Linked DNA regions of Mus musculus: region 2 is linked to region 1. A link is a contact called in public Hi-C data. All regions are on one chromosome and are shown on one strand. Each heading gives the region's core, a stretch centred on a gene start, on an enhancer-like site or on the middle of the called end of the contact. The rest is flanking DNA. Distances are from core to core; before and after follow the strand shown.

The links. A called contact is a pair of places that touch in the nucleus more often than the background predicts.
Region 2: a contact with region 1 is called in a Hi-C map of cerebral cortex, with 2.7 times the contacts expected there. The contact joins the enhancer-like site here to the promoter of Myrip in region 1. A contact is called at or near these places in 3 of 39 promoter capture datasets (embryonic stem cells, hippocampal neurons and stem cell-derived epiblast-like cells), 4 of 484 Hi-C or Micro-C datasets (cerebral cortex, cortical neurons, stem cell-derived neural stem cells and 1 more), 1 of 115 datasets of contacts at active chromatin or transcription factors (stem cell-derived neural progenitor cells) and 3 of 9 other capture datasets (adipose tissue, liver and pancreatic islet).

What each region holds. Positions count from the first base shown.
Region 1 is chr9:120,301,368-120,308,212 of GRCm38.p6, reverse strand. Myrip (myosin VIIA and Rab interacting protein) reads right to left here and starts at 4,140. Exons shown (of 17, transcript NM_144557.5): 1 at 4,013-4,140.
Region 2 is chr9:120,413,597-120,420,441 of GRCm38.p6, reverse strand. It overlaps Myrip (myosin VIIA and Rab interacting protein), which reads right to left. Exons shown (of 17, transcript NM_144557.5): 4 at 3,166-3,302; 5 at 711-791. Among named protein-coding and RNA genes, the nearest start is that of Gm34159, 53 kb to the right of the region's middle. Within about 2 kb of position 3,626, at least 29 of the 459 cell types and tissues checked have an H3K27ac peak or open chromatin away from gene starts, as enhancers often do. A contact at or near this core is called in cerebral cortex and pancreatic islet, where this site is marked.

The DNA.
Region 1 (6,845 bases), core at 2,891-5,390:
GCAGATGTGAGATCAGCAACTGTGCTGGCTGGTTTTGTGTGTCAGCTTGACACAGGCTGGAGTTATCATAGAGACAGGAGCTTCAGTTGAGGAAATGCCTCCATGAGATCCAGCTGTAAGGCATTTTCTCAATTAGTGATCAAGGGTGGGAGGGCCCATTGTGGGTGGGACCATCCCTGGGTTGGTAGTCTTGGGTTCTATAAAGAAGCAAGCTGAGCAAGCCAGGGGAAGCAAGCCAGTAAGTAACACCCCTCCATGGCCTCTGCATCAGTCCTGCTTCCTGACCTGCTTGAGTTCCAGTCCTGACTTCCTTTGGTGATGAACAGCAATGTGGAAAATGTAAGCTGAATAAACCCTTTCCTTCCCAACTTGCTTTTGGTCATGATGTTTGTGCAGGAGTAGAAACCCTCACTAAGACAGCAACCTTACATCCGTGATCCCGCAGCCATACCTACCCAGTCATGACAGCGAGCGTCCTGGGACTGTGAGCAAAACAAATCCTTCCTTCCGTAATTGCTCTCAGAAGGAGTTTTGTCACAGTGGTGAGAAAGAATACAGTCACCAAAAGAACACAGCACTCCAAACAGCCTCTGATGACTTGACAACACTCATCGGCACAGGCATCTACAGGGGGCTGCCTCACTTAGCCTTCTCCACGCCAGATCCCACATCCTCACCTCCTCCTCCTCCTGATTTGAACTCTCCCTGCAAGATGCTGAACGTATCCCAGTAACCTATCCATTCCTTAAAACTCACCATAGATAGTGCTCTGTGAAAGAAGCCATTTGGCCTTATGAAAGAGAACCTTCAAACTGTTGGGGGATTCTAGGTTGATATATAACACACATACCTAGCCAAGCTTTCTTTAATACCCCAAGGATGTGCCACCATAGTTCCACAGGACTGAGGAAAAGGCAGCATTGGCCCAGATCACAAAACAGCTCCCAAACCCCAGATGGAGTCTATCCATGGACTTAGTAGTAGGGACCAAAAGGGGCCTTCCGATCAGAGAGCAGAAAACATTATTTATGAACATTATTTGTTTCTGGAGATCCTGGGCTGTTGGATTTTATCCCTGTCGTGATGGTGGGTGTCTGGGTTCTCCAGCTAACATGTGGCCACTATGAGGCAACAGCCCCAACAGGTCGTAGATGAGTTGAAATGTTATGATTCCATCCAACTTTTGACTTTGAGGAATTAGAAATAAAGCCATTCATATTTTTCATTTATATCACACCACTTAAGATGAGAGAGAGATACAGGGAGTAAACTGAACCCCACTGCTATACCCGGGGTCTCCCATCACCCCAATCAAAGAACACTGATCATTCGTGGATGGGGGACAGCCAACCCAGAGCCTAAGATGAGACTTTTTCTACTAGTTGTCTGCCGTAGATAAAGGACTCTTGGTTTGAGCTCGATAAAAAGGAAGGTTTAAAAAAAAATTAAGCCAGAGATGGCTCACACCATTAATACCAGTACTCCAGAGTCTGAGGCAGGGGAACACCACAGGTTTGAGTTCAGCCTGGACTATGTAGAGAATCCCATGAACCCTGAGCTATAGGTAAGACACTGTCTTAAAGGACATAGAACTAGGAAGCTCTTATTTCAGCTTGATAGGCAAATGATGGGATAAAGATGAAGTGAATGTTGCCTGGCCAAACTAAACAAGGTGATAGCTGCCTCTGGGGCTGCTGCCTTTCATGAGTTACAGGGAAACTACGAAGCTTTTTGTTCTTAGTCTGGACACCAGATACACAGGTGTGGCTTGTCTATTAAAATCCATCAAATATACACTCTAAATATTTACTCACTTTATTTTGTTTTATCTGTGTATACATGCCTGGGTGTATATATGTGTGCCATGTGTGTTCTGTGCCTGCAGAGGTCAAAATAGGATGTCAGATTCCCTGGAACTGGAGTTACAGATGGTTATTTGCCAACACACAGGTGCTGAGAATCGAACCCAGGTCCTCTGCAAGAGCAGCCAGTGATCTTAACTGCTGAGCTGTCTGTCCAGCCCTAAATATACACTTTTGAGCTATAAAACTTTTTGTAATTATACTTTAATAACATGTTAAGACAAATTGACCAAGGGCTGAAGACCTTGAGTTCTGCTTTCCCTGAATACCAACTCACTGTCATGTTTTCTTACCCCACTCCCCCACCTCACCACCACCTCACCACCACCTCACCACCACCCCACCCCACCCCGGACATGATCTACAAGACTGCTAGTTTAACACCAGATGTGGCTAGCAGGACATTTTCCCAAACTCGAGTGAATTCCATCCTTCCCTCTCCCACACAGAAAGATAAAATCCAGATCTCAAAAGACTCCTGCCACAGACATCATCTTCAGAGAGACATACATGCTTGACTATATATACACACACATGCCCAGAAACAACCATACACCACGAGGGGGGAGGAGGAGGGGAGGCAATTTCTCCTTAGACCTCCAGAGAGTCCCCAGCTAAAGAGACACAACTTCTAGTTCAGAGGCACCCCCTCCATAGGTGGGGGGAAGATCAGGAAAACAGCTACCCACTGGATTCCAATCTGAAGATGGAAAGCAGTCTTCAAAGCTTTACCAAAACTAAATATCTCTAGAAAAAGATATTTAGATCTGCAAACAGGGTCCTGATGTTGCTGTCAAATCCTTGAAATCACCTCATTTCCATACCACTCCTCCCGAAAGATCCCTTACAACATCTTCCCTCTACCTGGTACCACAACCCCAGCGCTTTTTCACACCGTACCCCGGGAGCCCCAGGAGCGGGGAGGTGGGGGGGAGAGAAAGAAAGAAAGAAATAAAAAAAAAAACGCCTGTCAATTATCCCAGGACTATGTGTAACAGTGTCATCACTGAGTATCAAAACTGCAGCTGGAGGTCAGAGGGTGAGAAGGACATGTGGGAACAGGGAAATGGCAGGGCAGGAGGAACAATCTCTCTCCCGTCCCTGGGAAAGTCTCAAGATAATAAACAAAATGTATATTATAGGTAAGGGGTGGGGCGGATAGAAATGTAGTCCATTTTCAAGGAATTTTAGCGGATGGGAGAGATCTTCAGAGAAAGCTGCTTTTCGGTGTGTCAGCTCCCTCCCTTTGGTGTGTCTTGGAAGAGTGGCTGGGACACACGTCCTGAGGACAAGGTTTATTTGGGAGACCAGAAGCCAAACACAGTCTATGTAAGCCCTGGCGCTTAGCAGAGTCCTCGACTCCACACTCTGCAGAAACATCAGTCAATTGAGTGACTAGAAGAGGATGGAACCTCGGATGCGGCAACTGTGAGCGTTCCCACCACACAAATGCTCCACAGCACGCTCACACGGAAGACAGCCAGACGTTAACCACCCCCCCACCCCCCGAAACCGCTATTGAGACCCTGCGGATGAGCTCGAAACCTCAACAAGTCTCCTGTCTTTGAAGATAGGAGGAACCGAGAAAGAGAGCAGGACGAAGGAACACCTCGCCCAGTGCCTGCCTCACCAGCGCACCTCTCCTCCTCAGGCAACCCGGGGCTGAGCCCAGACGCAGTCTGCCTTGGGGGTTAACGCTGTGCCCTGGCCATGACCTTCGGCGAGTACCTAATTAGCCCCATTTTACAAACATTAAGAGTCTAAAAGAGTCACGTGGTCCATGCTGGCCAGCTGCCGGGTGCGCACCGGGTGGTTTGAGGCGCCCGCCGGTGCGCGGATCCCTTAGCAAGGTGCGCGGCGCACCGCATCCCGAGCGCTACGTGGCCATCGGGGAAACGCAGGGGTCAGCTCCCGCCCCCGTAGCCACGGAAAGAGGCGGATCTGACTCTGTCGAGGCTAAGTCCAAGACCCCACCGTCCCCTCCGCACAGGCAGGCTGGCCATGTCCCGCAGCCCTGGCCCCAGACGCGCACCAGGTGCGGGGGACCGCGCGCGCGACATCTTCAGACACCCACCCCAAAAGTTGCGGCAACGTGGCAGGGAAGCATGGCATCGAGCTGCGGGCGCGGAGGGGAGAGCTGGAGGACTCACCCGGGGTGGCCGGCCTGGAGTGGGTCCGCGGCGGAGCTCATGGATGGCGGCCAGGCTCACAGCCACCGCGCCTCGGATGGCCCCGGGTCACCTGCCGCAGCCTGCGTCCAGCGCGCGATCCCGAGGCTGCAGATCGCCGGTGCGCCCGAGCTGGGGCCGCAGTCACAGCGGGAGCCGGGCAGCGCGGGCAGGACGAGGGCGCGCGGCGCGAGGGAGGCGCCCGCTCCAGGCTCCCAGCCAGCGCCAGCCCAAGCCACTGCGGCCGCCGCCACCTGCGGGCCCCGCTGACCGCCAATCACAGGCGCCCGGGGCGGCGGCGCGTGCGGAGGCGGGGCGGGGGCGCGTGCGGGGCGGCTGGCGGGAGCGGCGGCGACACCAGCGCGCCTGCGCCGGGACACCGGCCGCCTACCCCGCGGGTTCCTCGCGAGCTCCCCGGGTGCGCGGGTGGCACGCGCCGGGAGGGGCGGGGCGCATAGGGAAGAGGCGGGGCTGGGGCTGCGCGCACCCGGGTCGTTGCGGGCTGCGGCGCAGTGCGGTGCGGGGGTCGCGATCGTGAGCACCCCTACTCAACCAGCCCTAGCTTCAGGTCATCCCTAGTATTGAAGTCAGGCTCTGCATCCTTGGAGACCCGCCCGCTTGAAGGATGGGTCACCGCAACCTGGGCCTTCTTAGTCCTAGGAACAGCGCGACCTGCTGGCTCCAGCCTCACCAAAGACTCGTGGCCCGCCTGCATCAACATCTTTCACTTCACTGCCCCCCACCCCAAGGTATTTTTAAGGCACCGTTGTGATTCCGGTCTGGATTACGTTCTTCTCCAGGGAATTTACTGAGCTAGCCACGCTCGCTCATTCAACACACACTGACTACCTCGCACTTGGCTCAGGGGGTTCTAATCCTGTGTGCGCCCCCATAACCGCTGCACCTCTGGGATAGTGAGTCCTGGAATACTGCCAGTGAGGAGTGCTCTGGGGCGCGTGCTTGCAGTCCATGGTCCCCAAAGGATGACAAGGAGTTGAGATTGTCCTGCAATCTAGGGCCGCACTTGCTCATCCAGCAAGCCCAGGGCCCCGGATATTGAGACCAACTACTTAAGCCTCAGCAGCGTCGACTGGGGAACACCTGTCAGTGTCAACTGCCTGGCAGCAGCGACTCCGTCAGAATAAAGCTTCTATAGCGCTACGGCGGTGATTTCAAAATCTAAATCTCAGTTCTAAATCTCATAGGTCAATGAGCTGAGGTCGTGTCCTATGTAAATGCATGCAAGGTAGATGGGGGGGGGGGGAAGCGCCTTTGCGGAGCAACGAGGGAGGAAAATTAAGAACGTGTAAGGCATTAAATTGGTTTCTCTAAAGAAACGGTTTCCTCCCTTGAGGGATTTTTAAACTGCTAAAATGAAAGAAAGCTTATTTTGTGTACATTTTACTTATTTTCCGTTCTAAATCTGTTTATGTAGGCCCGGTTAGTATCCACACAGTCCAACATTCAACCGTTCACAAGACTCCCTCCTACCTTTGTCTGCCAGTGTCTCAGCTCCTGCCACTGAGCACAACCAAAGTGTGCTCTCTCTGGGGGAAAGCTATGTGTTATGATTGTGATGATCAATTGCAACTGTCAACTTGAGACAAACTAGAACCACCTACGAGGTGGTCCTCTGGGCATTCCACCGCAGGATTATCTTGATTATGGGGAGACCCGTCAGCTGTGGGCGGCACCATCCCCTAGGCTGGAATTACAAGATTCCAGGACTGAGTTCAGTCTTCTGTTTCCCAGAGTGCATGTTACATCACCCAACAAAATCCCCCTGCCCTGGGCTGGAGAGATGGCTCATGAGTTAATAGCACGGTCTGCTCTTTCAGAGGACCAGAGTTTGAGTCCCAGCACCCACATGTCAGATCACAACTATCTGTAACTCCAATTCCAGGGAATCCGAAGCCTTCTGACCACATGAAGAAGGCGTGCAAATAGCAGGCAGACCTATATACAGGCAAAATACTCATAAAATAAAAATAAAATACCTATGTACTTCTTGAACAAATCCAGTCTGTACGCACTGTAAAGGCTGCAATGATTTTTAAATATTTATTGTATGTGTTCATGGGCATTCAGATGCCAAGGCATGCACGTGGAAGTGTGAGGTTTTGAATGAAAGTGGCCCCCATAGGCTCATAGGGAGTGGCACTATTAGGAGCAGTGACCATGAAGTAGGTATGCCCTTGTTGGAGGTGTGTCCCTGGAGGTGGGCTTTGAGGTTTCTGAAGCCCAAGCCAGGCCCAGTGTCACTCTCTTTTCCCGTTGCCTGTGGATCCAGATGCAGAGCTCTCGGCTACCTCTCCAGCACCATGTCTGCCTGCACACCACCATGCTTCCTGCCACTACAGTAATGGACTAAACCTTTGAACCTGTAAGCCAGCCCTAGTTAGATGTTTTCTTTTGTAAGAGCACCCATGGGTATGGTGTCTTATCCAGCAATAGAAACCCTAAGGAACTAGACAACATTTGAGAGTTGGTTCTTGTCTTAGTCAGGGTTTCTATTCTTGCACAAACATCATGACCAAGAAACAAGTTGGGGAGGAAAGGGTTAATAAGCTTACACTTCCACATTGCTGTTCATCACCAAAGGAAGTCAGGACTGGAACTCAAGCAGGTCAGGAAGCAGAAGCTGATGCAGAGGCCATGGAGGGATGTTACTTACCGGCTTGCTTCCCTTGGCTTGCTCAGCTTGCTTTCTTATAGAACCCAGGATCACCAATCCAGGTGTGACACCACCCACAATGGGCCCTCCCACCCCTGATCACTAATTGAGAAAATGCCTTACAGCTGGATCTCATGGAGG
Region 2 (6,845 bases), core at 2,377-4,876, 110 kb before region 1:
TGTGTGTATACATATGTGTATATGTGTGTATGTATGTGTGTATACATATGTGTGTATGTGTGTGCATGTGATATGTGTGTGGGGGTATGCCATAGCATATGTGTGGCAGTTAGAGGAGAACTTTCGGAGTCAGTTGTCTTCTCTACCATTGGTCCCAGGACTGAATTCAGGTCACTAGGTTTGGCTGCAGCATCTACAGAGCTGTCTCACCAATCCTGATGTAGTGTTTCACAACTAGCCTATATTAATTGTACATGCATACAATATACTTTAGCCATATCTTACCCACCAAAGCATTTTTAGGCCTCACATTCTCAGCAATTCCACTGAGTAATTCCACTGATCTAGGTTCGAGGCTAGTTGCCAGTGATGCCCTGGTAGACAGGATGAGTCCATAAACTCAGGCATTTTACAACTAGTGGCCAGGCAAGGCATTCGACCGGGCATGGGTGTGATGGGGATGGTTACCATGTCCCAGCAAGGGTTCTGATGCCATTCTGTAATTCTTGGATGAGGGTGTTGGCATAAAATGTAATGTTAGTAAATGGTGGAAATAGTCTCACACAGGAAGTGCAGGCTCCTGGCTTGATTATTGCCTTCCAACTCCAGAACTCTCGCAGGTCCCTCACAGCATGGCTGTGATCACAGCTAGCCCACTCCAGCCTCTGAGCCCTCCAACTTGTGAGCAGCGGTCAGCCAAGTGCCCTTACCTTCTGACTGCCTGTAGAACGTGGAGTCACTTCCTGAAATGCTCCCTTCATTCTCCAGGTTTGGTTCAAACAATCCTCCTCCTAGAGGAGAGAGTAACACGGCCGTGAGAGGTCTCTGATGAACATGGGTGGGATTGAGCCACTGAGCTGGTGGATCAGCCACACTGATGAAGCCTGCCTTGCAAATGGGTTCATGCTACAATGGTCCAGGATTTGACCTGCTGTTTTTCTCTCTGCACAATGGGTTTTGGTGCAATTGCAACCCCAACTTTCTTCCAGTATCTTCTGCTATGACTTGAGTATATTCAGTATCTTCTGCTATGACTTGAGTATATTTTCTCTCTAAACTCATGATGAGCTTCATCCTCAGTGTGATGATTTTGGAAGCGGCCCTAACAAGCGGTGACGAGACCAGGAGGATTAGTGTTTCCTGGAAGTGGAGTCACTCAAGAGTGGGCTTATTAGGAACGTCCCTGCCTCTTCTCTTGGTGTTTCATGTGTGACTTGCCTTTCTGTCTTCTGCTCTGGATAGCACAGCAAAATGGTCCTTAGCAAGGGGCTGGAGAGATGGCTCAGTGATTAAGAAAGCTTTCCTGCTATTCCAGAGGACCCAAGGTCAGGTCCCAGCACCCACATCAGGAGGCTCACAACCACTTCTAACTCCAAGAACCCACATCAGGAAATTCCCAACCATCTGAAACTCCAGCTCCAAAGGAACTGATAGCCTCTTCTAGATCTGTAGGTACTGCACTCATGCATACGCACATGCATTCACATACACTCGAGCGTATACACACACACACACACACACACACACACACACACACACACAGGGAGATGAAGGGAGAGAGAGAGAAAGAGAGAGGCTTCTCCAGCCTCTTAAACTTCCAGATAAATAGGCTTCTACTGTCTCCAAGTTGCCCAGTACTGTGTATTCTGACATAGCAGCCCACGTTCGTTTTTTTGGAGGTAGTATGGGGGAAGTGAGAAGCCATGGTGTGAGGACTGGAGAATGTGAGGCCAGTCTCTGGACCCGCACATCGCCTGCTGTGTCACCTTCAGCAAGTTACAACCCTCTCTAGCCCTTGACTTCTTGACCAGAAAAACAGGCACATAGATAGCACTCTGTTGTGTGAAGTGGCATCTCTTTATCTTTAGATGGGGCGTGGCAGCTACCCAAACAGTTGTCCGCACTAGTGGGTTAACTGCCCCCTTTCTCTATTGCAGAAGTGTCCCTAAGATGCAATCTGAGAAAGAAGCGAGCTAAGCCACCATATTTGATCTCATATGGCTGTTGCTTTTCTCAGCTAAACACCTTCCTGTGAAACTCGTAGGTGACACTTTCCAGGAGGACACAGACATTCTTGTCACTTTGCTAGGACACTGGGTTCCAAGTTTGGGAACTAGAACTCAGAATATGAGTTTGTGGGTGTACAAACTCTCAGGACATAGATCTGGTCTTTCAGTAGAACTCAGAATATGAAGAAATGGGTGTGTGCACTCTCAGGACATAGACCTGGTCTCTCATCTCCGCATAGAAATGACTTTCCAATGGTTTGTCATCAGGGAGTGATAGTTAAGAGTTGTTTCTAGGGGCTGGGCAGGTTTCTCAGTGGTCAGAGCACTGCTGCAGTAGTGTGAGGACCTGAGTTCAAATCCCCAGAACCAGTGTTAAAAACTAGGTGTTGCTTCACATAGGCTTGCAACTCTAGTGCTGTGGGCAGTGGAGACAGGAGGATTGGTTCCAGGTCAGTGGGAGACTCTGCATCAAGGGGATGAGAGAGTGGTAGGGAAGGGAACATCATGCTTTCTGTGACCTTTACATACATGTGCACAGATGCATGCACACGCTTGCGTGCACGAACACACAGAGGCGATTTATACCAGAAGGACCCATAATTAAAACACCCACAATTTGCTGAAACAGCTTGGCTTTCCAAACTCTCAACAAGTCTAGTCCAGTAGGAACGTTCACAGCCCATGAGCTGGGGCTGGAGAGAGGCTTAGTATAAAGTGTTTGCTGCTCAAGCTTGAGGACCTGAGCACAGCAGCATGTGCCTTCAATCCCAACACTGGTGGTGGCAGAGATAACGGAGGGACAGAGACAGGTGGGTCCCTGGGTCTCCCTCACCCGCTGCTCTAGTCTACTTGGTGAGTTCCAGGCCTGTGAAAGGCCCTGTCTCAAAAACAAGGTAGACAACTCTTGACCCTGGAAGCTGGCCTCTGGCCTTCTCATCCGAGTGCACACACGAACATGCACACCCATACACACATGCATTCACACACACCTGCACACACCCAAACAAAACGCTGAGTTAAAACCCGACACTCCGCCCTCTTTCCAGAACCTACTATTTAGACAAGTTTCTCTGTCTCTATGAAGAGGGTGGATCCCCTTCTTCCTCCTCTTACCCCCAGCCACCACCCCCTCCTAGAGCAGCAGGCACTCCGGTACCTAGGATGTCGAAGCAGGCACCGCTCTCCAGACGGTGTTTTCTGTACAGGTTCTTCAGGACCTTGGCACTGCCAAAGCGCTTGAAGCGGCTTTTCACATTGTTGTAGAACCACTCCAGAGACTGTGTCCTCAGAAGCCTGTTAGACAAGCAAATGTTAGACTGTAGAGTGGCGACAACCCTTGGCAGCCCCCTCCACAAGGAGGCATTTGCGTCTCAGTCGCCAGAAACTTTGGATACTTTGGGGAGCCTTCTATCTGTCACCATATGTATGGAGCCAGGCTGGCCTGCTCTGGGATAGAGACCTTTGGTGAGCCAAGCCCTGAGAGGTGAATCAGGTTATCGGCTACCAGCTGGCCAGAGATGCACAGGGGCCCCTGGGTGAGAAGCAGGACCCATCTGAATCTACCCAGTGAGCCAACAGATGCTTGCTATTTTAAGCCACTAAATTCTCTGTGGTTTATTAATGCAGAAAAGCTAACTCACAGAAACATCTGTTTAGCAGGAGGCTTTATAGTTGATATTCTTACTGTGTTATCAGCGCTTTTAATCCAGCTTGGGGAAATAAAAAGAACCAGTGAGCCGGCAAGAGGCTCCAGTCTCTCTTCAGTCAGCGTGAAGCACCATGGGAAGGCTATTTCCCAGTGAACAAGGCAGCCATGGTCAGTGTAGACAGTGGGAGTTTTCTTCATGTTTGGTGAGGACAGACTCTAAAGCCCTTGCATCTGAGGAACAGCGTTTTGTAATGTTTCTCACTGTGAATATAAAAATACACACTCCCTTTGGAAAATTCAGAGAAAGAATATAAAGATTTCCAAAGGAAAAGGAAAAAAAAATCCAAATTCAACCAAAGAACAAACAACCATGAGGCCTGAGTGTGGACACCACACTTGGGTTCGTGCCTTGAAGTCTGAGTCACAGAAGCGCCCGCAGAGTAACCTTCCTTATTGCAAGTTAGGCCTTTTGCTCAGTTCAGAGATGAAGCAACAGGAAGCCCCATGGAGCAAAGTATCAGAAGAAAACTGTAAAATAACCATCATGTTTCCCTTAAAAAACCTACCACTTAGCAGCACACCAAAATGCAAAGCCCTCCAGTGAGCTAGTTGTGTGAGCGCTTTTCTAATTTCTGTTTACATGGCATGACTCTGCTGGTAAACATTGTCTTTTCATTCCAAGGCAGACTAGAATCCTAGTTCATGCTTAAGAGCAGCATTGAGAGACTTAGAATCTCATTAAAACCTCACCTAAGAATGCCAGACTGACCTGGGTTGACTGGATTTAAACAGCACAGTTTTGAGGAGGCAGGAGCTGCCTGCAAAGAATTCTGCTCAGGCCCCAGTTGCTAGTGATGTAGCCAGGTGTCCTAGAACCCCACTCCAGCAAGGCAGGGCACCTTGCAAAATGAAGCCCCACGGATTTCCCGGGGGGGGGGGGGGGGGCGGGGGGGGGGGTCCGGGACTGGTCCTGGGGCCAGCAGGAGGAGTGGCTCGAGTGGCACCAGCGCCACCTAGGGGTCTGGTAGGAAAGTGTAGTCTGGAAGGAAGGCTTGGCTCAATTCCAGTTCTGCTGATCTCACTGCTTCCCAGGTGATCAACAGCACAATCGCCACCTAGAGGCATGGTGAGGAAACACAACCCCAGCCACCTACTATCCTCTCAGCATTGCTGGGTTAAAATTTGTGTTTAAGCAAAATTCTCCATAGGGCATCAAAGCTTGGTGACCAGGGGCCTAGCAAAATTTACTGGGTGTTTTTAAAAGTAGAATGATAACCTTGTTTTAAACTTGAATGGTAAAAGACAGAGCGAGTAACTCATGTCACCCCCATTTCTAAGGTCAATGAACCAGACTGGGTAACACACAACTATAAAGATTAACATAATAATTGAAACCAAACTCTCAAATGCAGGTCCAGTTGTTATAAGAAAATGACGTCAAGTCTTTGCAATCAGCTAGGTTCTCCAAATGGCCCGTAATGGTGGTGTTATACTAACATTGCTTCTCTGATAAAATTAAAGAATGCCGTACTTAAGACTCACGCCCAGATTCAAGCCTGTGTCCACGACACACAGCTAAGAAAGCAGAAACAAGCGGAACTGAATGGAGACTGAAGTCTGCAGGCCTGAAAAGTATTTGCTTCCGGGAGAGAGGAAACATTTCTGTGGATTGCTTTGCACCGTTGAAGAAGTTCTCTTGTCCCCCCAGAACGTGACTAGCACTGGGCTGCATTTTGTCATTTTCTACTGGTGTGACTGAGAGCTAGCTACTGTCTTACTTAACATGGATATTGGTGAATATGGGGACAAATTTTATAAGACACATATCTGGCCTAATGTGCTGACAAACCAATTACAGACTTTGGATATATATAATAAGAACCAGAAAATGGTAAGTTTTTTTTTTTCCTCTAATGAATTAGAAGGGAAAGATGAAAAAAAAAAAAACAACCCAAGTTGCTTTCTCCTACAGAGACCCTGGTAAAAGCCAGCTAAGAGGCCTTTGATCATTCACTGAAGCCCCAAAGCCCAGAACAAGCATCAGCTGTGATGCTAGTGTGCAGCCACAGGTTTCCCTCCGGGCCACCTTCTTCTGCCAGCAGAGCCTAAGGAGCCCAGAACTCCCTGGCTGGGCCTGTCACCTGCCGATATCAACTCACACAGCCACCTGCTCAGAACTAAGGAGAAGATCCAGGGACAGCCACACCCACTCAACCCTATTCTGGAAGGATTCCCTGGATATGGTGTCCTGCAAGAAATTCAAAGGTTTAATGACACAATTCCCAAAACACAAACCAAACCAAAACCTAAACAGCAACAAAATCTTCTCCTGAGCCCAGTCATGGTCACTGTTCTATCTACCTCTGTGAGGAGTCACTACACCAAGGCAACTTCTAGAAGAAAGCATTTCATCTCCCTGTTTGCCTAGAGTTTTAGAGTCAGTCCGCGATCAGTATGGTGGGGAACAGATAGAGCAGCAGCTGAGAGCTTTACATCCTGACCCACAGGCAACAGGCATAGACAGACAGACAGACAGACAGACCACCCCAGTGACACACCCATGCCACCAAGGCCACACCCACTCCACACTTCCTAATCCTTCTCAAACAGTTTATCAACTTGGGACTAAGCATTGAGTATATGAGCCTATGCAGGCCATTTTTATTCAAATCAATACAAAGCCTTACAAGGCAAGCAATCAATACTCATCAGGTTTATAATGATGGCTGACATAAGGCTGGGGTATGGGCTAGCACAGTACTCCATCCTACGTGACTTTTCAGAACTTGTTATTTGTTATCAGCATCCATCCCATTATATCCAAAGCGCCTTCTCGATCTTTTAAAGGCTGTGGATATAACCATTAAATAAATGCTAAAAACAGTTTGGACAGGAAAACAACATTGAATTCTTTTCTTTTTCTTTTTTCTTTTTAAAGATTTATTTACTATATGTAAGTACACTGTAGCTGTCCTCAGATACTCAAGAAAAGGGCATCAGATTTTGTTAGGGATGGTTGTGAGCCACTATGTGGTTGCTGGGATTTGAACTTCGGACCTTCAGAAGAGCATTCGGGTGCTCTTACCCACTGAGCCATCTCACCAGCCCCCAACATTGAATTCTTACATTGTCTTTTTTACTTTTTTTCTGAAACAATGTCTTACTATGTAGCACAGGCTGGCCTTGAA